Linked DNA regions of Oryctolagus cuniculus: regions 1, 3 and 4 are each linked to region 2. Evidence: chromatin contacts called from public Hi-C and Micro-C data. All regions are on one chromosome and are shown on one strand. The core of a region is the stretch at or near the end of the contact, and the rest is flanking DNA. Distances in the headings are between cores, read along the strand shown. Region 1 has its middle 310 kb from the start of GADD45G. Region 2 holds the start of GADD45G (growth arrest and DNA damage inducible gamma). Region 3 has its middle 270 kb from the start of GADD45G. Region 4 has its middle 390 kb from the start of GADD45G.

Region 1 (5,072 bases), core at 2,460-4,959, 310 kb after region 2:
CACACAGAGGTCACCTGTGTTATCCTCACAAGAAGGAGTTTGCATTATCTCTATTTTATTTATTATTTTTAAAAAGATGTATTTATTTGTTTGAAAGGCAGAGTGACAGAGAGAAGGAGACACACACACACACACACACACACACACAGATCCTCCATCTGCTGGTTCACGTCCCAAATGACCGCAATGGCCAGGACTGGGCCAGGCTGAAGTAAGGAGCCTGGAACTGTATGCATGTCTCTGTCATGTGGAACCCAAGCACTTGGGCCATCCTCCACTGCTTTCCCAGGTGCACTAGCAGGGAGCTGGATTACAAGTGGAACAGCTGGGACTTGAACCGACGTTCATATGGATGTCGGTGCTGCTGGTGGAGCTTGGGTGGGTTAATCTGCCTTGCACAGGAAAGCAGTGGTGCCCTTAACTCGAGGCCTGAGTTTCTGGTCCTGGCTTCAGCACAGCTCAGCCCTGGCTGAGTGGACCAGCACATGGGCAGATCCCCCCCCCCCCCCACCTCTGTCACTTTGCCTTTAATCTAAAGGCAAATAAATCCTTGGCTTGCTGCCCTGTGTGACCCTTCCCCTCTCTGTCCTCCCCCACTGCTGCCCCCCCACTGACTCCTATGATGCGATGCCCTCTGCCACAAGGCCCTGGCCAGAGCCCAAGCCAGCACCATGCCCTTGGACCTCCAGAACGGTGAGATAAGTAGATTTCTCTTCTCTAGAAAGTATCCAGCCACGGGTAATTTATTAAGGCAACAGAAAACGGACAAGGACACCCAGCCCTTCTGCTTGCACTGCCCCTGGTGTGCAGAGGCGGGTCATACCTAGTAGCTCCCCAAAGCCCATCATTCAGGTTTTTAATGGGGGTTCCATCCCACTGTCACGGTGGCTTCTGGTGCATGTTTGGCCGCTAGTGACCAGCTCCATCTCCTGCCTGTCTCCCATGCTCGGGGTGTGGCTGAGACTCCCACCTCGCTAATCCCATGGTTGCCCCCCAGCGCCCTCCGAAGACCACCGGGGGCCCAGCCAGCAGTTAGGCGTCTCATTAGCGCACGGGAGACAGTAGCTGCCCAGGTTTCGGGGTTCTGCGCCAGGAGGCCAGGACGGAGATCAAGCGCATCTTAATTAATTAATTACGCCTGGCATGGGGTCCAAAGGCGCCCGGGGAAGCAAATGAGCAGGCAGCTATTCCTGCTCCACCCCAGCGCCAGGCTGGGAAGCTGGGGTGAGGCTTGCGCTAGGAGTGCATGAACACATGTGTGTGGCGTGCATGCATGTGTGGTGTGTGTACCCTATGTGCATGTGCCGCGTGTGTCTTTATGAGGTGTGTATTTATGCATCCCGTGTGTGTGTGTGTGTATGGGATGTCTGCAGTGTGTGCGTGTGTATGGTGTGTATGTAATGTGTGTGGTGCCTGTGTGTTTGTGCTAGGCGTATTTGTGTATATGAGATATGCACATATATGCTTATTTTTGTGGTAAGTGGGGTGAGGTATGTTTGTGTGTGTGGAGCATATGTGCACATGTGTGTGGCCTTTGTATAAATGTGTGGTGTATACGAAGTGTGTGTATATATTGGGTGTGTTTGTGGTGTGTATGTGTGTGGAGCATATATTTGCATGTGTGGTATATATATGTTTATTTGTGTGGTAGGTACATTATATTCCTGGGTGTGTGTTACATGTGTGTATGTTTGTGTGTGCATATATGGGGTGTGTGCAGTCATGTTTGTGGTGCATGATATGTGGTGTGTGTTTGTTGTGTGTATATGTGTGTGGTATTTGTGTGGTGTGTGTACACATGTGTATGTGTGTGTGTGTGGTGAGTATTTGTGTGGTGTGTGTACACATGTGTATGTGTGTGTGTGTGTGGTGAGTATTTGTGTGGTGTGTGTACACATGTGTGTGTGTGCGTGTGTGTGTGCACCTGGCCGGGAGTGAGTGTGAGTTCCCTTGCTGTGCATCCTCCAGAGTCTCATTTGATGTGCAGCCCGGCACCCCTCCTGGCAGAGCGCTGGAGCCCCCGCCCTGCCATGCTCCTGTGACATGGGCGTAGCCCACACCAGCACGGGAGCTCCGGTCACAAGCCTGTGCGGTCGGGTAGGAAGAGATGAGTGTGGACACTTATTTCCTTGGATTTTAACAAAACTGATCTGATTTCAAGTTTGTGCAAGTTCACTTTAAGTCATGGCTGCCTCTAACAACGGGTCCCCATATTTGTATCTGCAGTTTGCTCCCATACGCAGCCACAAGTTGGCCCACGCGACCCTGGGATCCCCCTGCTGGCTGCGCCCAGTGGCATGGAGGGCCCTCACCACATCCCCTCCTGGAGAAGCTGAGAGCTGAGGTGGATGGCGAGGGTGTCAGGCAATTGCGAGGGAGTGACGGACCGGGCCATGTGCAGGGATGGCCTGGCTCTGAGTGCCACGTGGGCCTTTTTCAGGGAATCGGTACCGGGGGCACAGGCTTGAGGTACTCTGTGCAGGTTCAGGTTTTCACAGTCACAGCATTAATTAGTACTTGTCACTCTTCAGGCCAGGAACGGCATCAGGAGGTGCAGGGCGCTGTGCGACGGAGGCTCTCATGGTGCTCCCGACGAGTGGCGGCACGCGCACACGCACTCCGGGGTACACGCGTGTGTCAATCAAAATGGATGTTCACTGTGCACCGTGTCCTTGTCTGATGAGGGAGCTTACTTGCTTACAAAGCATATCACGCCTCGCCCCGCCCCCACCAAAGCACAACAAGGCCCCCTGGTGTGCCTGGTGGGGTGACAAGGACAGGGAGGGGGGCTCGCACACACTCAGCCCTGTGGTTACCTGGAGGAGGGGTCGTGGGGCGGGCCGGTGGGGGTGGCAAGGTTCTCTCGTGGGTTCGGAGGTGACGGCACCTTTGTTTACATGTCTGCGGTGAGCGTTACGCCTGCTCAGTTCGGCTTCGTGTGCTTGCTTGTCGGATGTTTCATAGTAAAGTTAAATACATTTGCAAGCAAGTCAAAGAGAACGCGGAAAACGGAATTCAAAGAGGGGGGTATTTTGGTGTAAAAACTGCTGAAATTCATAGTTGTTTCATAATACGCATTTCCATGAAATATACATGCACATGAGGGTATGTGTGGACGTCCAGTTTTTTTTTTTTTTTTTTTTTTGCACCCAAATCCACTTCTCTTTGAAGGCCATTTCCCGCTGGCCCCTTGCAGTGGCCTTGTGTGTGAGTGTGCGGGAGTGAGTGTATGAGGGCACGAGTGTATGTCCACACACGCGGAGACGTTCCAAGCACACACGGTCTCTTCCAGCTGCGTGGGCGGAAGCTGGCGCTGCCGGGGCCTGCAGGGATAACCGGTCTGTCCAGCGGCTTCCAGGCTGTGCCCTGCTTGCTCTTTGATGCTCGGTCGGTGCCGCAGGGGCTGGAACTGGTGCCTGTGCCCGAGTTGCAAAGGGAACTGGGGTGACGCTGGCCCAGGGCCCGAGCTGTCCTCCCTGGCCCTCCCTCAGGAGCGCCACGAGCTATGGAGCAGGTCCCCGCGGGAGGCAGCTCTGAAAGTTTCTGACCCAGAAAGTCAGGGTGAGCAGCAGTTGTCCACTGCCCTGCTGACAGCGGCTGATTCCTGGGAGGCACACAGGAGCTGGCAGAGGGACAGCCTCCCCAGGCCTCCCTCCGGGCAGAAGGCACTCCTCCTCGCCGGGGGAGGCACCCTGCAGGGCAGGCGCAGGGCCCACACACGGCTCTGCAGCCACTTCCAGTCAAGGCTTGGGTCACGGAAACCACACGGCGCCTTCCTGTAGGTCGCTATCCACGGTTCTCAGAAGCACACTTTCACTTTCCGGGCCTGGTGGCCGGGGTGGGGGGAGCAGCTGTGTGTGGGGGGGCCAGGGAGATAGCCCACCTGGTCCCTGCTGGTCGCACAGTCGCACGGGGATCAGAGCCAGGTGTCAGGTCCCCCGAGGGAAGACGGAGGGGCATGCGTGGCACACCTGGAGGTGTCCTGATCCCCACTGCACAGCTGAAAGCCACCCCCGGGACCTGGCCAGCAGCAGGAACCCAGGCTCTCCTCTCTCCCTGCCGGATCCTCTACCAACGGAGCTGCCAAGGCCACTGCCGGGCACTGGCGGCTCACAGAGGCCTGTTTGGATTCGTTTCCGAAGAAGTGAATGACACGCTTGTTGTTGTAATCAGTCACAATATTTACAAGTTCGTTCCTTTGAATTCTTTGGTGGAGGGGCTGGTTTATTTTGTCTGCAGTCCTGAAGGTGAATAATTCTAGGGTGTTTCCCCGTCGCTACAGCCAGATGTTTGTTTGCTTTGGTTTTCAGAAGCAAGAGAAAGGAGCTGGCATCCTCGAGATGCCTTCTACTGCGGCGACGGTGCGTGCACTGTCTTATTTAATCACTCGACACGAGGGTGTCTGCAAAAAGAGGGCTGGATGGTGGGTCTTCATTTATCTCTGCAGATAAAAGGTAATGTCTTGCTTGATTTGTGGTTCAATCAGGACAGTTACGGGGCAATGTAATTTATGGGTAAGCTCCAAGCCTTTTAGCCGGCATCACGTCTGGCTTTGAGAACGTCAAGTGTCCTGCGTGGAAGAAAAATGCAGAGAGCAAATTCCTATGCGTGGAATCAGCGAATTGTCAACGGTTTTTTCCTGTGATTGCTACTTTATCTTTCAGTTTGGAATCCACTGCCCCACATTACACTTTGAGTTACTCTGTGAAGGTTTGTTGATGTCAATATCAGGAACTCAAAGCATTGCCTGCCGCAGGAAACTTGACCCCCAAAAACATCATGCTACAACAGCCATTTGGCCACGGGCCAGAGCAGCTTCCTGGAACACGCTTGCTCAAAAACAGGGAGAGACGTCAGCTTGACCTCTGCCTTGTGCGCAGGAAAGCTGACCTTCAAACAGCGAACCTCAGCCCCAGCGCCCCTCCCTCTTGTCATAGTCTTGCCTGTCGTCAGGCCCTGGGCCAGCCAGAGAGGCTGGGCGCAACGCCTGGCTCCTGCTGCCCGGGCCACGCGGGGACGCGTACTGCTCGTTCTGCCTGGAGACCTGCTGAGTTTCGCTCTGAGCGATGGCT
Region 2 (5,094 bases), core at 626-3,125:
GGCCTGGTGTGTGGGCCGATTTCTTGGTGTCAGAAATTGGAGGCGGTCCTCAAATGTCAAATAAGTCATTCTTCCCAGCATCACCTGGGCCACCCCCCCACAACGCATGCATTTTAAGAAATGCTCATGGCTTTCAAAAGGGCAACACTTAAAGTCTCAATCACTTAAAAATGGACACATCTCATCCAACCCAGGCATTCAGTCATTGTGGAGACCACCAAGGAGGAAGGAAAGGAAATGGCAGCAAAAGGAGCGAGTCCAAGCTGCCCCCCCCCCGCCTCCCCCACCCCCTTCGCAGTCGGGGTGAGGCAGCCCTCCGGGTTTCAGAGACGTTCCAGGGCGAACGCACACGCCCTGGAACCCAGGGAGCCGGCGGCTGCAGCGCGCCTCCGCCGGGGAACGCCAGCGCCTCGCCCGGCCCTAGGCTGCCAAGCGTGCCCGGCTCCAGGGCGCCGGCAGCAAGGCTCGGCGTTCCTAAGTCCGGGAGCCCGCAGTACCGCCGGCCTGAAAAAGAGCCCGAAGGCAAAGCACGGAGCCACCAGGCTGTTTTCCCCAGGGACCCCGCCCAGCGCCCCGGCCGGAAAGGAGGAGCCCGGGTGTGCGTCCCGGGGCGCGCAGCACCGCCAGCCGCAGACCTGCGAGTCCCATAGGGCCCATAGCTGCAAGCTGCAGCCTGCAACGCTCTCCCAAGAGCACTTCCGGTCTCCCTATCCCCTCGTTGGAACCCAGGCTTGTTACAGACGCACGGTCAAGTCCTCCCGGCTGTTTCAACCCAGCCAGAGCCACACGGGCTCTGAACTCAGTCAGTTCTCCCCAGGAGGCCCCCTTCGCCCCCAGTCTCCAAGCCCCACCCGGGTGCGTGCGGCACGCTTTGTTCTGTCTCCACTGCGGCGCAGCTTGGCCGCGGTCAGGGGCGGGTGCGTGTGTGGCCCGCGGTTCTGTGTGTCCTGTAGGTGGCGCCCCGGGAGGGGGAATTCCCAAGCCGCGCTCCCCAAACCCGAGCCAGAGCCGCGAGGTCTGCGTGCAGCAGCCCCGCGGCCTTTCCAGCTCGCGCGAGGGGCTCGGCACGCGGCCCAGGCGCCGGCGGGGTGGGATTACGCCCAGGGGCCGGCGCAGGGGGCGCGCCACGGGCTGCGGCAGGTGGACAGTGCTGCTATGAAGAGAAAGCCCCGATTGTCCCCTCTACAAACCGCCACACGCCAGACCCCTGCTATTGTGCGCCTTCCATAGAAATGCAAAGGAGCCGCGTGCGCCGGCCGCAAGCTGCTCGCGCCCCCGCCGGCGCCCCGCCGCGCAGGGCCACGGGCGGGGAGGCGGCCTGCGGGTGCGACCCCGAAGGTCCTGGAGCAGGCTTGGCCGGCGTGGCCGGCCGCGCTGCGGGCTGCAGAGTCAGCGGCGGGAGCCTGTGCCTTTTGCAACCCCCCTCCCCCCCAAAAGTGGCGCTGCGTGTTTTTGCTTTAATTTCCAGGGTCAATACAACAGCCTCACAAACTTCAAAATAAAAGAAAAAAATAGGTAGCAATAAGAATAAATGCAAAGAAAATTCTTTTAGAATCTTCAAAGGTGCATTTCACAAATTGCAGCATCGTATTCGCGTTAGCACTTTTTTTTTTTTTAACTTTTTCCTTTTAAGGACTTAAAAAAAAAAGGAGGCGAGATGAAATCTGCAGGCTCCAGTCTGCCTGGTAACACTCCGACAAAAGCGGCAGATTTGAGGCATTGTCATCCCCCGCACCCCTCCCCACGTGGCCTTCTGGCACGAGCCGCCGGCCCGCCGCTCATTTGCATCAGAAAGCGGGAGCCGGCCAATGGGCACGCAGCTTCGCGCCAGCTGGCGGCGCCGCGCCCGCCGGCCTATATAAGGGCTCGCCGCGCCGCCCGGGCGCAGTCGCTGGCTGTGGGCGCGCCGGGCGGGCGGGAGCGGGTGCGCGGCTCAGCTGCCAGTCCTACGCGCGTACGGCTCTTGGATAACTTGCTGCTCGGCCACCGCACCATGACTCTGGAAGAAGTCCGCGGCCAGGACACGGTTCCGGAAAGCACAGCCAGGTGGGTCTCCCCGTGCGCGACTTGTCTGCTGGGCTGGGAGCCGAGCACCGTCGGTGCCGATGGGCCCGGGGCGCAGGGGTGGGTGGCAGGCGCCTTGCCGGGTGGCGAGCCTCCGGGGGATGTAGGCTCCGGATTGGAGAGCTTCAGGAGGATCGGGAAGCTGGGGTGCAGGAAGCTTGCCGGAGCAGGGGCCTTGGGGTGTGGGCGCCTTGGTTCAGGCTGGGGAGCCGGGGGTGCACACTCGGGACCGGGGAGGAGACGGGGTACGGATTGCGGCGCCTCGGCTGGCTCCACTGACGGTGCTGGCTCGTCCGCAGGATGCAGGGCGCCGGGAAAGCGCTGCACGAGCTGCTGCTGTCGGCGCAGCGCCAGGGCTGTCTCACCGCCGGCGTCTACGAGTCCGCCAAAGTCCTGAACGTGTGAGTATAGACGCGGCCCGGGCGGGGGCGACCGGCGGCGGCGGCGGAGGCGGCGGCGGCGGCGGGGAGCCACCGGCCCGCGGGGCTCTGACCTCGGGAACTCCTCCTGCGCAGGGACCCCGACAATGTGACCTTCTGCGTGCTGGCCGCCGACGAGGAGGACGAGGGCGACATCGCGCTGCAGATCCACTTCACGCTGATCCAGGCGTTCTGCTGCGAGAACGCCATCGATATCGTGCGCGTGGGCGACGTGCAGCGGCTGGCCGCGATCGTGGGTGCCGGCGAGGAGGCGGGCGCGCCGGGCGACCTGCACTGCATTCTCATCTCGGTGAGTGTCGCCCCGCTCCCCCAGCGCCTCCCCTCACCCCGGCGCGGTCGGCCAGGCTGGCTGACGCTTGCGCTCTCCCCTCTCCTTAGAACCCCAATGAGGACGCGTGGAAAGACCCTGCCTTGGAGAAACTCAGCCTGTTCTGCGAGGAGAGCCGCAGCGTCAACGACTGGGTGCCCAGCATAACCCTCCCCGAGTGACAGCCCGGCGGGGACCTTGGTCTGATCGACGTGGTGACGTCCCGGGGCGCCTAGCGCGCGGCTGGCTGTGGAGGGGCCCTCGGAGGGTGCCAGAGCACGGCGTGGAGACTGGCAGGCGGGGCGTCTGGCGGGCGCGGAGGCGCGGCCCCCCCAGCGGGGGCCCGGCGGCGGCTGTGGCGGCGGCGGCGGCGGGGCAGGCTGGCTGGAGCCGAGGACGCTGCGCACCGCGAGTGTCCGGAGCGGCTGCTCGCCCAGGAAGGCCGAGGCGGGGACGTTGGCCGCAGGGCCGGGAAGGACACAGACCGGCCGGGCCAGCGTGACTCAGCAGGAGGAGAGCGCGGGCGAGACGGCCTGGACTTGGTCGGGCTGCAGGAGCCTGTGGGACTTAGCAGACTGCGCTGCCTTCTCAGAAACGGATCCGGGCAATGCTTCGTCTTCCGGAGGATGTCTTACAATAAACCCCTTGAAACAGACTCCTGTGCTTTTACTGAGGGTGGGGACCCTTGCTCGGGGAGGTGGCCAGCTGGAACTGCTTGGCGCGGATGGCACCTGTTCCCGTCTTCCTGTCGGGCGAGAATGACAGGCTCCTGGTGCTGGCCGCGGGGGGAGGGGAGGCTGCTGGGTGTGAGGGCACAGCCTGAGCGAGGCTCCCAGGTCTCTGCTTTTGGACAGATTATAGAACTTGCAAGCGAGGGGCAGACTTGAGAACAGGCATCCCTGCAGCAGCTCAGGGCTCGCCATCCTATCGGATAACAGTGACCTCCACCTCCCTCCCCTCCCCCACCCCGGACAGCTGCTTATCTGAACAGCTTGCAGGAGGCAGGCAGCCCCTTCGTGCACAATGGCATTGCCTGCTACAGCCCCAGCCCTTTGTGGTCCCAGAGCGCGATGGCAGGCAGGATGTTTCTCCTATGAAATGCTGGGACACAAAGCAGTGTTACAAAGGTATTAATATCAACCGTGACACTGGTGAGTGCTGAAGGATGAGTCAGTCTCCCATCACGGCTGGGCTAGAACTTCCAGGATCCCAGCAGAAATCGGAAGGCGGCGTGTGTGTGTGTGTGTGTGTGTGTGTGTGTGTGTGTATAAATAGGGGTGAGCAATTCCGATCTGCCGACTGCATCAGCTGTCGGCTATTTGGAAAGTTCTCAGCCCACATCAGCGCTGGGAGGATCTGGGAGGATTGCGGATAGAATGAGCCTTGAGGGTTTTGGAGGCAGGTAGCTAGAAGAGAACGTTCTGAGTCTGTTGGTCTGCTTTTATTAGAGCAGCTGCGTCTTGATTGTACTCCCCGTGCCCTGCAATTTGCCTTCTGCAGGAGAGGTGCACGTGGGGCGTGCATGGTCTTAGCTAGGTTGCCAGGCAGCCCGACCTGAGAACATCGTGCTGTTTCTAAGGTGGCCGCGGGGCTGAGGGATCACCTTAGCTATCCTTGAGGTGGCTGCTGGTGGTGGTGGGGTGCCACTTTGAAAATTCTGTCCAAACAGTGGAAGCCTTGGCAAGACAACACTGGGAGAGCTTAATTTTCCTGTAATGATAATATCCTGTTTCCCGTTTCTCGGCTCTGAAAAACATTTACCCCTCAGTGGGACGGAGTCATTGGGCTGTGTTGGTGCCCAAGTTGCATGAATGTTTTTAAGAGCTGTTGGCTACTCAAAAATCTCAAGTTCTCTTTCATGTGACAGCCCCACGGGGGTGGGTCTGGCTGTGTTCTGGCAAAGCCACAATTTGCCCCACGTGCTGTAGGAAACAAAGGGGGCATAATTGCTAGAAAGCGTGCTCTTAAATGAGTAAACCCAGCACCACATCGCACAGGGCAGGCGGGCAGCCCCCTCCTGCCGGCCAGCGGACCCTTGTAGAACATCAGGTTGGCAAGTCTTGTTAACACTTGGCTTTCTCTGAGGAGCCCTTACTGTGAGGCCACTTGCTGGAGCCCCAGGGGCTGAGAGAATTTGCAGCGGAGGGGGAAAAAAAGTGTGCTTGGACAAAGTGCCAGCATCCAAAGTTGTGCTAAATTTTTTTTTTTTTATGAATGGAAGTTTAATGCCATCACCTAGCAGGCAGGTGATAAAATGCACTCTCCCATTTGACGCTCCCAACC
Region 3 (5,824 bases), core at 444-2,943, 270 kb after region 2:
GCGGGGCCAGTGGTGATTCCCCCAACCCTTGTACCAGCAGAGGCCCAGAGGGAACCTGGACACACACAGCTGGACCTTATGCTACGTCTCAACAAGGGGCTCCTGGCTCAAAAAACAAGATCCCATCAGATCACGAGTGGGTGGGATCCAATGAGAAATCACTCATTGCACCAAGAACAAGGGAAACAACTCAAATGAGAACCCAAGTCCCAGATATTAGAAGTCTCTGAGCAGCCAGTGTAACAATGCTTCATCTAGCAATGACAAATTCCCTTGAAACAAACAAAGACAATATCCGCAAAGAATTAGACAGTATCAGAAATGTATGAAAATTATAAAAGACCCCAGTAAGCACACAACAGCAATGATGCAAACTCGAAACTATCTGGGGGGGGTGCTGAGTGCAGGGGGGATGGTGGGGTGGGGTTGGGCAAGCTTCAGGACACAGAATGCACACAACCTGAGCAACAGGGAGGAAACAGCCCAGTGTGCAGGGCGGAGACGCAAATGATCTCGGGGACCTGTAGGACGAAAGGGGGGACATGGCAATCAATAGGGCTGCAGAAGGAGAGAAGAGAGAGTGAGACTGAAAATATATTGGGAGAAATCACGGCTTTAAGCCTCCCAAGTTTGCCAAATGGGATAGATCCAAAGAAGCTCGGGCTGAGACACTTGATAGTTTTTTTTTCTTTAATCTTTTTTTATAATTTATTTTATTTTCATTTTATTTGAGAGAGAAAGAGAGAGACAGCCTACATCTACTGGTTCACTCCCCAAATGCCCACAACAGCCAGGGCAAGGCCAGATTGAAGCCAGGAGCCTGAAATTCCAACTAGGTCTTCCACAAGGGTGACAGGAACCCATGCACAACCCAGCCATCACCTGCTGCCTCTCAGGGTGAGTGTTAGCAGGAAGCTGGATCAGAAGCAGAGGAGCTGGGACTCGAACCAGGCACTCCAATACAGGATGCAGCTGTCCCAGTTGGTGCACTATATGCCTTCCCCAAAGACACTTGGTAGTTACGTGTAAACTTATTGCCATCGAATCTGGAGTGGGATGGAGGAGCGGGGGATGGAACATTGAGGAAGGCCTGTAACAAAGGCACTTGTGAGCAGGTGCACCATTCCCTGGGTCTCTTGGGAGTCCTTCCTGACTTTCAGATCAGGTCCTGGGGCTGCGAGATGGGTAGATCTTGTTCCTGTCCCAGTATGGTCAAAGGCGAGCTGAGGCGGTGGACATACAACCTGCAGTGGTTTGCACATGCATGTTGTCTTGAGGCCTGCCTTGACTTGAGGGAACTCCCCCTACCTTGCGCATCTGTAAAATGGGTGTAGAAGCTCACATGCTCTCTGAGTGTGCGAAGCCACTGATACATAAAAGAGAGACGTGGAAAAAAGAAAGTCTTTTGTTTTCAGTTTTAAGGAGTTGGAGCCAGGCTGCCCTTGTTCTGTGGAGCTCTGCTGAGTGCTGAGTCCCAGCTGTCAGGTGCTTGGAGTGGCGGTCCTTTCTCCTGGTGTCATGGCCCTGTGCTGTGCATGCGAGAGACTGTTCGGGAAAATAATCTGCATCGGCGCAGTGTGACGAGGCGCCCTGCATGGCTTCTGGCTCCCCCCGTGCGGCTGGGAGCGCGCAGTGATCTGGTGACATTATTTCCTGAAGCTGAGTTTCGTTTCCCCTGACGCTGGAAGAGTGCCCTGGTGAACTCAGAACCTCATGGGCTGCATAAACAGTTTCCTGCCCTGGCTGCTTTCCTGTAGGTCAGCTGGGACCTCACACGTGCTTTCTAGGAAAGGGAGAGCAGCTTTGACCTTGATGTTGTTTTGTTCCTGCTACAGGCTCCCCCGTGAGGAAAGTGGGCAGGTGAGAAGGGGAAGCTGAGTGAGACGACTCCAGAAAGACCTGCATGGTCTTGCTGCCCAGGGGCGCTCCCTAGCAGAGACCGGGAGGCCCAGCAGGAAGACAGCAAATCCCTCGGGCACTTCCAGCAGCAGGAAGCAGGCGTGGGCTCCTGTGGGCAGCTCTCTGGCAGAGACACTCAGATGCTGATGAAAGCGGGGGTCACCGCGGTCCTGCCAACACCGTGCCATTTCTCCTGAGTCACCTGCTCGAGCCAGATCTCCCGGGCTCTCACTGGATGGCCGCATCCCTTCCCCCCGGACACCCTCTGGCCACATCTGCAGCCCACCCCCTCCCTTCTCTCATTTCCTCAAAGCCCTCCTGCTCCACCTGCTGCAATGGCCTGGCCGGAATGCAATTCCTCTTCTCTTCCTAGGTTCTCCTGAATTTCGGCTCTCTCCAGGTGGGGCCATCTCCCACCCCTGGCCATGGAACAGTGTCCTGACTTCTGACGCCTCCTCCTCCCTGTCTACACTGCCTGTGGCCTCCCACTGTCTCCTTCCATCCCTGGGCCACCAGGAAGACTTCCAAAATCATAAACCCGATCGTGTTTAGGGGATTCCGGCAATTTCTCTCCTTGCTCCAGATACACAGTCTGAACCCCTGCACCTGACCTCACAGGCTCTGCACGGCCTGTTGCTTGCCCCTCCCTCTCCCCCGGACCCTCTGCCCCATGTCCACCTCACTGCAGCCCCTGATCTCTTGGGGGTGGCTTGAGGTCCCGCTCAGTTCTGCCTTACTTAGAAACCTCACCCATACGTGCTGCAGAAATGTATGGCTATTTGAGCTATGACACCCTTGTAAAGGGGTGGACCAGCCCAAACTCATTCCCAACGTCTTCCTGCATGTGTTCACCCAAACCATGCCCACAGATCCAGGCTGGACTTCTTGCAAAGCCTGCGTGGGGGCCGTGTACAGCGTCAGCCCCTTCACCAGCGCCCACGGAGGTGCTTTCCAGCCCTCTCAGCTTCTGGCTGCTGTGCAGATCACGGGTGAATTCACTTTGTGCAAGTGAAGCAAAATCAGCCAGCATCGTTCCAAGGTGGATGTTGTTATCTGTATGCTTTTCTCTAAGGGTTCTACAGGGGAAATCAGTGAAGGACGCATGACAAGAGGAGGGATTTTAGGAGTATTCAGAGTGGGCTAATGGCTTTGACTGACACCCCCAAGCTGCAGGGGATTGCTGAAATAAAAATGTAGCTGCCACTCAGAGCACTGTGCAGTGGGTGGAGGCATTCTTGGCTCTATACGATCATTCTGGAACCCAGGCTCCTCCTTAGAGAAGGTTCTAGGATCCGTCTTCACCCCCACTGCAGATGGACAGAGAAGCTTGGCAGGGGTTTATGGACAGGGCTAGGGTTGGAGCTACAATTTCTATTCACACTCAATGGGCAGAACTTAGCCACACGGCTTCATGTGGCCCCGAGGGAGGCTGGTGAGTGTGTACAGGTGTGTGCTGGGAAGAAAGGCGTGCACAGGTATGGGTGAGGACTGGCCGCTTCTCACACAGCAGCCTGGGCTCTGGCCTTGAGAAAGCACCGCCTGTTTAGCTGTCAATCATGTCAGTGTTGTGGTGACGAAACGTGAGGAAACACCAGCGTGCACAAACAGCTCGAAGACAGCGCCGGTGGGAGACAGAAAACACGACTTCAAAAGTGATTTCCAAGCTCCTCTATTTCTGACAGGCTCTGTCGTGATGCGATCCAAAGCCCGTGGACAGCCCAGGGGAGGGTGGGCAGGTGTCCAGTGCTGCCAGCTGGGAGTGGTGCCCATGGCAAGTGCATCCAGTCACCGCTCATGGCTGCTGGCCACCCCCATCCCGCCCATCTGCTCGGTGGCCCTGCCATGGGCACAGTCCCTCCTGCAGGGCACAGGTGCACACCAAAGTGGGGGGGATCCCAGATTGGACAGCTGCTGTTTCTGCAAGTGCTCAGGGTCAGGCCCACAGCCCAGGCACCCCCCGCCCGTTTTTCTCAACAATAGAATAAAGGATACAACCACACGCCGTGGCTGCCAAGGGCCTTTCTGAGGGCCTTGGATACCCCTGAGGCCAAATTGGGAGCCAAAATGTGTACCTTCCAAGAGTGCAGCCTGGGCCTTCTGGGTGGAAGCTATGGTCTCCCAGGAGACAAACAGGCCCCCATAAGGAGAGTGCAGATGCTGCGAGATACGACTGGGCTGTGCTCAGGGCAAGGTTGGCACAGGGGCGGCTTTGCATATGGAGCAGAAGCCGGTAAAGGGACACGTGTCCCCACCGTCGCTGCTGTGTGCTGCCAGGGAAAGCGACCGGACTGCCTCAGTGCCCTTGTCCAGGGGAAGGGTGTGCCAACTCTCAGGATGGCTTTGACAACAGGGTGAGTTGTGTGAGACACCTGGAGCAGACCTCACCTGGAGTGGGTGCCCCAGGAAGTCACGGCTGCTCCTTGTCAATGGGAGAAACCTCAACCCAAAAGTCCCTGAATGCACACCCCCACGCTCAGTGCATGCCTGCGTGGCGAGGTGGAGTGCACACACGGCGCCCGGGACCTTGTGCTGCCCAGCATGGTGGTCACGAGCCACGTGGGCCATGCACATTTGCATTCAAATTCGTTAGAACAAAATAAACTCAAAAACTGAAGTTCGTGAAACTCAGAAGACACAGGAGGCCACTTGCTACCCATTGAGCATCCACTATCTGCAAATCCAAAACCTGAGTCATTTTGAGCGTAGGAATGACAGCACAAGCAGAAAATTTCATACGAGAAGAATCTATTTCATGCACAAAGTTATTCTTTAAAATGGTACAAAATTATCTCCAGGCTGTGGAAGAAGATGTATATGAAACATAAGTGAATTTTATCTTCAGACTTTGCTCTCATTTCTGATATACGTCATTACAGAGTTGCGAATATTTCAATGTCCGAAGAATCCAACCTTCACAACCCTTCTGGTCGCAAGCATTTCGGAATAGGGCTGGCAGAGCACCGTCCGCCCTCGCGGACAGCTCTGTTGGAGGCAGCTGTTTCAGACAGAAGCCAGTGCGTGGGAAGTGCCGGTGTCCTGCCTGCGGGCCCCGGGCAGGTGAGAATGCTCCCAGACCTTGTCCGGCCACCAGAGTGGGGACAAGGTGCCCAGCTGTCTCTATCACTCGGGCACAGATGAGGCGGGGCCCTAAAAACACCAACAAATCATTCGGCCACCGGGGAGGTGCTCTTGCCATTGTCTGATTCCTAGGGGGTGTGCTGGGGACCCAGCTGAAGGCCTGGTGGCTTTGGCTAACAGATGAACACTATGTGCCTAGGATAAGACTTGCCAAGGAGGCTCATTTGTGTATGGCACTCGGCTCCAGTGTTCTCTCCAGCCCTTGGGATTCAGCCTGCCATGATGGTTATAGCCATGGTGAGCCAAAACATGAAGTAAGCACCAGAAAGCCAGCCCACACTCAGCCAATGCATACTCACCAAGAGCCAGGGCTGAGCCTTCTCAGAAGGGCATTTTCCGCCTCATTTAATGCTGCTTTTTTAGTGCATTGCATCCACATTCTAGATGTCAGAGCAGAGGGAAAGGACAACGTAGCACTTTCTTGGGGGGTGAAGGGGGACAGGGGTAAAGCCTGCATGAAGAAATTAATAGCAATCACAATAGAGCAAAGTTGGGTCACGACGGTGCACCTGGCAGGTGTCCAACAGGCAGGTGTGAACTGGTTTGGAACTGTGAACTGACAGTGACCCCATGGGACAGGTAGGATGATTATCTGCATTTAGGGGAGGAAGCTGAGACACAGAGAGGGTGGGGCGCTTGCTCCAGATCACACAGCTCCCTAGAAACAGCACAGGAATTTGAACCCAGGCATTTGGCTTCTGGGACTTGTGACTCGTCCACTCTGCTCTCCAGCCTGCGACTTAGTCTCCTGTCTGAGAATCTGTGGTGGGGACCGATGATGAGGCGC
Region 4 (5,041 bases), core at 829-3,328, 390 kb after region 2:
TATACTGGTCCTGATGTGGAGAATGAGTTCGCTCAGGATTCTCAAACCCTCGCCTGTCCAGCGAACCCTCAGGTGTGAGAGGCACCGCACTTCACACTCCTAGCAAGTCTTGGGCTCGGCTGCTGGCCCAGGGCCCCACGAGAGAACCACAGCCCAAGGGGAAGAGTTTTCCCCCACCGGAGGCATCCAAGAGCTGGTCCGAGGCCTGGAGAGGGTCTCTCGTGGGTCAAGGCCAGCCTGTGTTGAAAAGTGCTTTCGCTTGCTCTCCATCAATTTCTCTGTCTCTCCCCAAGGCCTGGAGCCAGTGATTGGCAGGTCCAAGTGCACCCCCGCCTTGCTGAGGCCACCCCATCTGTCAAGGCACATGCTCTGAAACCCACAGTCCCTCCACCAGGAGCTCATTAGCCACAGCTCAGAGAGCAGTGCTGACCGGCTCCTCGCCGTCCGTGGCCAGTGAGCCCAACTGCTGCCCCGCTGTCCTCGGAGACGCAGGCTTGACAGGTGCTCCCTGCACCTGCCCCAGGTCCTCCTCCTCCCATCGTCTGTGGACATGCGCAGAGGAGCGGTGCATAAAGACATTTAGTAAACTCTTGGGGAACCTGTCACTGCCTGCTGCCTCTGCCTTCATGGCAATTATTCCTTCCAGTAAGAATACACCGTGAATATCCGTTGTACCTTAGATCTTGTATTTAATGTTGAACAGCAATGACTTCAAATCAAGGCAGATCTGCACATGCCCCGCCGAGCCCTTGGTTATGTGCAGGCTGGGGCCCTGTTTGTGAGAGACACCTTGCTGGGCCAGCAATGCCCTGGTGTAGGCCAGGGAGGCTGGCAGGTGCACTGCCGCTGTGCTGGGGGCACATCTGCCTACCCTTTCTCTCCATTACTCACAGTAGGTCACATGAATACTATTATTATTTATTAACACATTATCATTGTTTTGCAAGGGCAGAAACAAACCTGCACAAGAAGGGAAGGAGACAGTATCTTTTTATGCTCATTATCTGTGGTTTGTCTGAAAGAAGCCTTGTATGTTTCCTACACTGCCCTGGGTCCATTCAGCGTATACAGTCACCTACACCATCTCAGAGGGAGAAAAGTGCCAATCTCGTTCGAAACCAATCAGTACTCCGTCGCCTTGCAAATCCACTGCCTCTCTGGGATTCCTTTGCTCGGATGGTGGACAGAAGTTTGAATGGGCTCCGCTCTGTGTTTTTTTTTTTTTTTCTAAGATTTATTTATTTATTTGAAAGGCAGAGAGAGAGGTCCTCCACCCACTGGTTCATTCCCAAGATGGCCACAACACTGGAGCTGTGCTGATCTGAAGCCAGGAACTTCTTCCAGGTCTCCCACGTGGGTGCAGGGACCCAAGGACTTGGGCCATCTTCTACTGCTTTCCCAGGTCACAGCAGAGAGCTGGATGGGAAGTGGAGCAGCTGAGATTTGAACAGGTGCCCCCATGGGATGCTGGCTCTGCAGGCGGTGGCTTCACCTGCCATGCCACATCTCAGGCGCCTGCTCTGTGGTTTAACATTGAAGATACAACACCCTGGAGGAGGCGCGAATGCCTCCAGCAATGCCTGACCAGGTAGCAAGCCTGCATCGGGTGCTGCTCATCTGAACTTGGAGTTCAGCAGACCTGGCTGGTCTTTGATCCCAGGTGAGTACAGTTTCTGGAGACAGGTGTCTGCCTCCGAGAGAAACCCTTGCAGCCGATCCGCATCCGCGTCAGCGATCCCTGGGCAGCCCTGGGAGGCTGCCGGGCAGGAGCTACCTTTCTGGGAGAACCAGCTTGCCTTCTGCTAAAAATAGTATCAGTGGCTCCGTGAATTCGGAGGTGTCCAAGTGAGAGGATCTCACCTGCAGTCTGAACCTGGGGAGGGGAGAGGAAATCAGATAGACATGGCCCATGACGCAAATCATTAAGGACGAAGGTTAAGTGCACCGGCTGCAGCCCAGCGGCCTTGCAGAGCCAAGGTCACAGGTCACCGCCTCCCTCCAGCCCTGGCTGTGCGCAGCCTGTGGACAGTGGGGCACGTCGCTGAAAGAACATTGGCAGCAGCAGGCCTGTTCTAAGGGAAAAGGGCACCGTAGGTACAGTGTGCCCCAGCCCAGAATGTGGGTGAGTGAGCTCAGGGCTGTCTCCCAGGCTGGGAAATAAACAATTGCACACCCGAGGCCAGGGATGGGACAGCGAGGTCACCCCGGGGCAAGTTTCTCCATGTTCCCAGCAGAACTGGCAAGTGCTGACACCCAGCTCAGGCAGGGAGTCTGCGTTGCACACTGTCTCACGGTCCCCGAGCCCCAGGGGGGACAGCGGCAGACAGGCACCGGCAGAGGAGCCCTGGGCAGGCTGGAGACAGGAGAGGGAGGCTCTTGGCAGGGGAGCCGGCGGAGGGGCGGCAGCTTGCACTCTTGGCTTTCCATCCTTGGTGGTACAATCGGCAGAGCTGCCAGGGCGCTCTGAGGTCCAGGCGGCACTCTTCGGGGCTGCTGGAAGGGCATGGGGAGAGCACCTGTCACTGGAATGGAGGAGCCACTGCCCCCTGCTCCCGGGAAACGCGGCTGGAAACCCGCAGGCGAGCCCTTCTGTTGCGCTCCCCCTAAGGAAGCTTGCCCAGACACTCTGCCCTGTCTCACTGCATTCTCCTAATGCCCTCCCACTCTGTTAAGGGAATGGACATGGGGTGTGCCTGCACGTCTGGGAGCTTTAATCTGAAAGAACTCCATTATCAGCTCCTCCCAGAACTTTCTTATCAGATGCTCCAGGCAAAGAGATTAGGCAAGATTTTCCATTGTCTTCCAAAGAAGATCAACAAAGGAACAATGGCCTTCCTGGCTCCCAATGGGGGGGGGGGGGAGGGAAGGAGGGAGGAGGAGAGAGAGAGAGAGAGGAGAGAGAAACTGCTTCTGGTAGCTCCTGCCGGCTGCCAGGGCCCTCTTCCCTGCCCCCACACCCCTACTGGTGTGCAGTCAGTAGCTCTTTTCTGCACTGAGACTTCGAGGCAAGACTCGGGGCTCCCTCACGGGCCATGACAGAGAGCACAGGGCTGGGAAGGAGAAAAGGAGTAGCCCAACCCCCAGAGGGCACTGCCCATGAACAGAAGGCACAGCCCCAGGCGTTCACCCTAAAGGGAAGTGGGGATGAGGAAGGGGGAGGTGGGCCGGCCGCTGCTGCCCCCGCCCCCGGGGGTGGCTCCTCTGCGCAGCAGGAGAGCACCTGCTGCTAGGGATCCCCCAGCTCTTACCTGGGCAGCTCCTCCCCCACCCAGCCTCTCCTTAGAAAGGTGGCCCTGGGCTGCCCTGCTGCCTCACATACCTGTGCTTCTCACCTGTGTATGCACACATATACACGTATACATGCAGCACGCGCATACACGTGTACACCCAGACATGCCACGGTACATGCATGCGTACACACATCATACACACAAATCACTCTACGTTCAATACACCACACGCAATATACATGCATACCCAGAGCTGGCAACATGGGTAAACACTGCACACACATGTACACAAACACCAGGAACACACAATACGCACGCCACACGTGTGTGCGCACATGAACTGTATGCAGTGCCTGTACACACGACATAAGCACACCATACAAGACTATACCCACTCATGAGTATACACATGCCACACACACAGACACCCCACACAAACCACACACATCACAACACAACACTACACAACACACGGCTCACACATGCTGTGTTCACACACCACACATGCGCCCGGAAGCTCTTCAACCACGGGCCTCTGCTGCCACCCGGAGGTTTAAATGTGGACACACAGTTCAAAGAACGAAATCTTGGAGACTGTACAACAGGACCTGGGCCAAAGAGCAGCTACGTGTTTCTCAAGATCAAAGGCCGGGAAGGTTCCTTAGGGAGGGAGGCTTGTGCTGGGGCAAGGAACCCACACCCTTTACTTAGTGTAGTCTCTGCACTTGCTTGAGCACCGGAGATCACTGTGCGTACCTGAGTGTATGCCTGGGGGGGGGGGGGCGTTGTGTAGGTGCACATTGTGTAGGTGCCTGTGCGTGTTTGAGAGAAGCATGCATTGTGCTCTGCACAGGCGTCCGTGTCTGTGTGTGAGCGTGTGCGTGTCATTCCGGGGAAGGTACTGCTGTGAGAATCCCAGCCAAGGAGAGGTCCAAGGCAGCCTGGAAGAGGTTTCCAGATGGACCAACAGAAAGGTGGTGGGGGGGTAACTCCAAGCCACACTTAGGAAAATGTGGCTCGAGCTTCCAGGCCAATCCATTGGGGAACTCTTTCCTCTGGGATGAGGATCCATAGCTCCTGGAGGGCGTGGTGGCTTTTTAACCACTCCCAGGTGTAAATGCCCATCAGCAAAGGTGTTGATATCACAGTATCGGTATTTTACGTTCACAAAGGAACCATTCTTATTCCTGGCGGTGTACTTAGTAGCCAGCTACTTATGTTTGCACCGAGGAGGATGAGGGAGGCAGCGGTCTGAAGTGACATTTTCCCCCACGAACTCTCTGGATGATCTCATCCATGGCTCGAAACCGTCTGCCTTCCTGACAGCCCCATGCTTTAATCTGACGCTCAGAGAAGGGATTAGAGGGCAATTTGCAGATGGGTTCTTTGTGGTCTCTTCTATTATGTTCTTCTTCCCTTTTGTAGTGGGGCGTTGTTGCTTTGAAGAGTCACAGGTGGAGAATGCTGGGTTGCCATGTGCCTGCAGGTAAAGTGGTCTACGGTTCAGCGGGGTTCACGGAGGGGAGCGAGGGGATACGTGCGAGCTTGTCTAAGGCTGGAGTTGCAGAGCCATGTTCCTGGAGCTTTTTTCTCCAGGAAGTGGAGAATTTTTGGATTTGAGGGTCTCAGTCAACTTCTAGCGCCGAGAGTTAACTGCACAACTTGGAAACACAGAAATCAGCGGACCGTGTCGGAAACATTTTCCCATGGATCTCGGGCCCCGTCTGATTTTTCGCATTAGAGGCACTGTTGCTGCCTTTGCTTGCAGCACCGTGGGTTCATTGGCGTGTCCTGCATTAGTCTCCACCGTG

The links. A called contact is a pair of places that touch in the nucleus more often than the background predicts.
Region 1: a contact with region 2 is called in a Micro-C map of ear pinna, with 7 times the contacts expected there. The contact joins the enhancer-like site here to the promoter of GADD45G in region 2. A contact is called at or near these places in 3 of 6 Hi-C or Micro-C datasets (ear pinna, psoas muscle and an unstated tissue).
Region 3: a Hi-C map of an unstated tissue shows a contact between it and region 2, with 2.7 times the contacts expected there. The contact joins the enhancer-like site here to the promoter of GADD45G in region 2. A contact is called at or near these places in 2 of 6 Hi-C or Micro-C datasets (ear pinna and an unstated tissue).
Region 4: a Micro-C map of ear pinna shows a contact between it and region 2, with 6 times the contacts expected there. The contact joins the enhancer-like site here to the promoter of GADD45G in region 2. A contact is called at or near these places in 6 of 6 Hi-C or Micro-C datasets (ear pinna, embryonic fibroblasts, liver and 3 more).

What each region holds. Positions count from the first base shown.
Region 1 is chr1:138,632,537-138,637,608 of mOryCun1.1, forward strand. No RefSeq gene overlaps it. Among named protein-coding and RNA genes, the nearest start is that of GADD45G, 310 kb to the left of the region's middle. Within about 2 kb of position 3,710, at least 5 of the 8 cell types and tissues checked have an H3K27ac peak or open chromatin away from gene starts, as enhancers often do. A contact at or near this core is called in ear pinna, where this site is marked.
Region 2 is chr1:138,326,162-138,331,255 of mOryCun1.1, forward strand. It overlaps GADD45G (growth arrest and DNA damage inducible gamma), which reads left to right and starts at 1,876. Exons shown (of 4, transcript XM_051847388.2): 1 at 1,876-2,046; 2 at 2,364-2,465; 3 at 2,580-2,793; 4 at 2,883-3,466. The coding sequence starts at 1,994. The coding sequence ends at 2,993.
Region 3 is chr1:138,594,533-138,600,356 of mOryCun1.1, forward strand. No RefSeq gene overlaps it. Among named protein-coding and RNA genes, the nearest start is that of GADD45G, 270 kb to the left of the region's middle. Within about 2 kb of position 1,694, at least 3 of the 8 cell types and tissues checked have an H3K27ac peak or open chromatin away from gene starts, as enhancers often do.
Region 4 is chr1:138,717,458-138,722,498 of mOryCun1.1, forward strand. No RefSeq gene overlaps it. Among named protein-coding and RNA genes, the nearest start is that of GADD45G, 390 kb to the left of the region's middle. Within about 2 kb of position 2,079, at least 3 of the 8 cell types and tissues checked have an H3K27ac peak or open chromatin away from gene starts, as enhancers often do. A contact at or near this core is called in ear pinna, where this site is marked.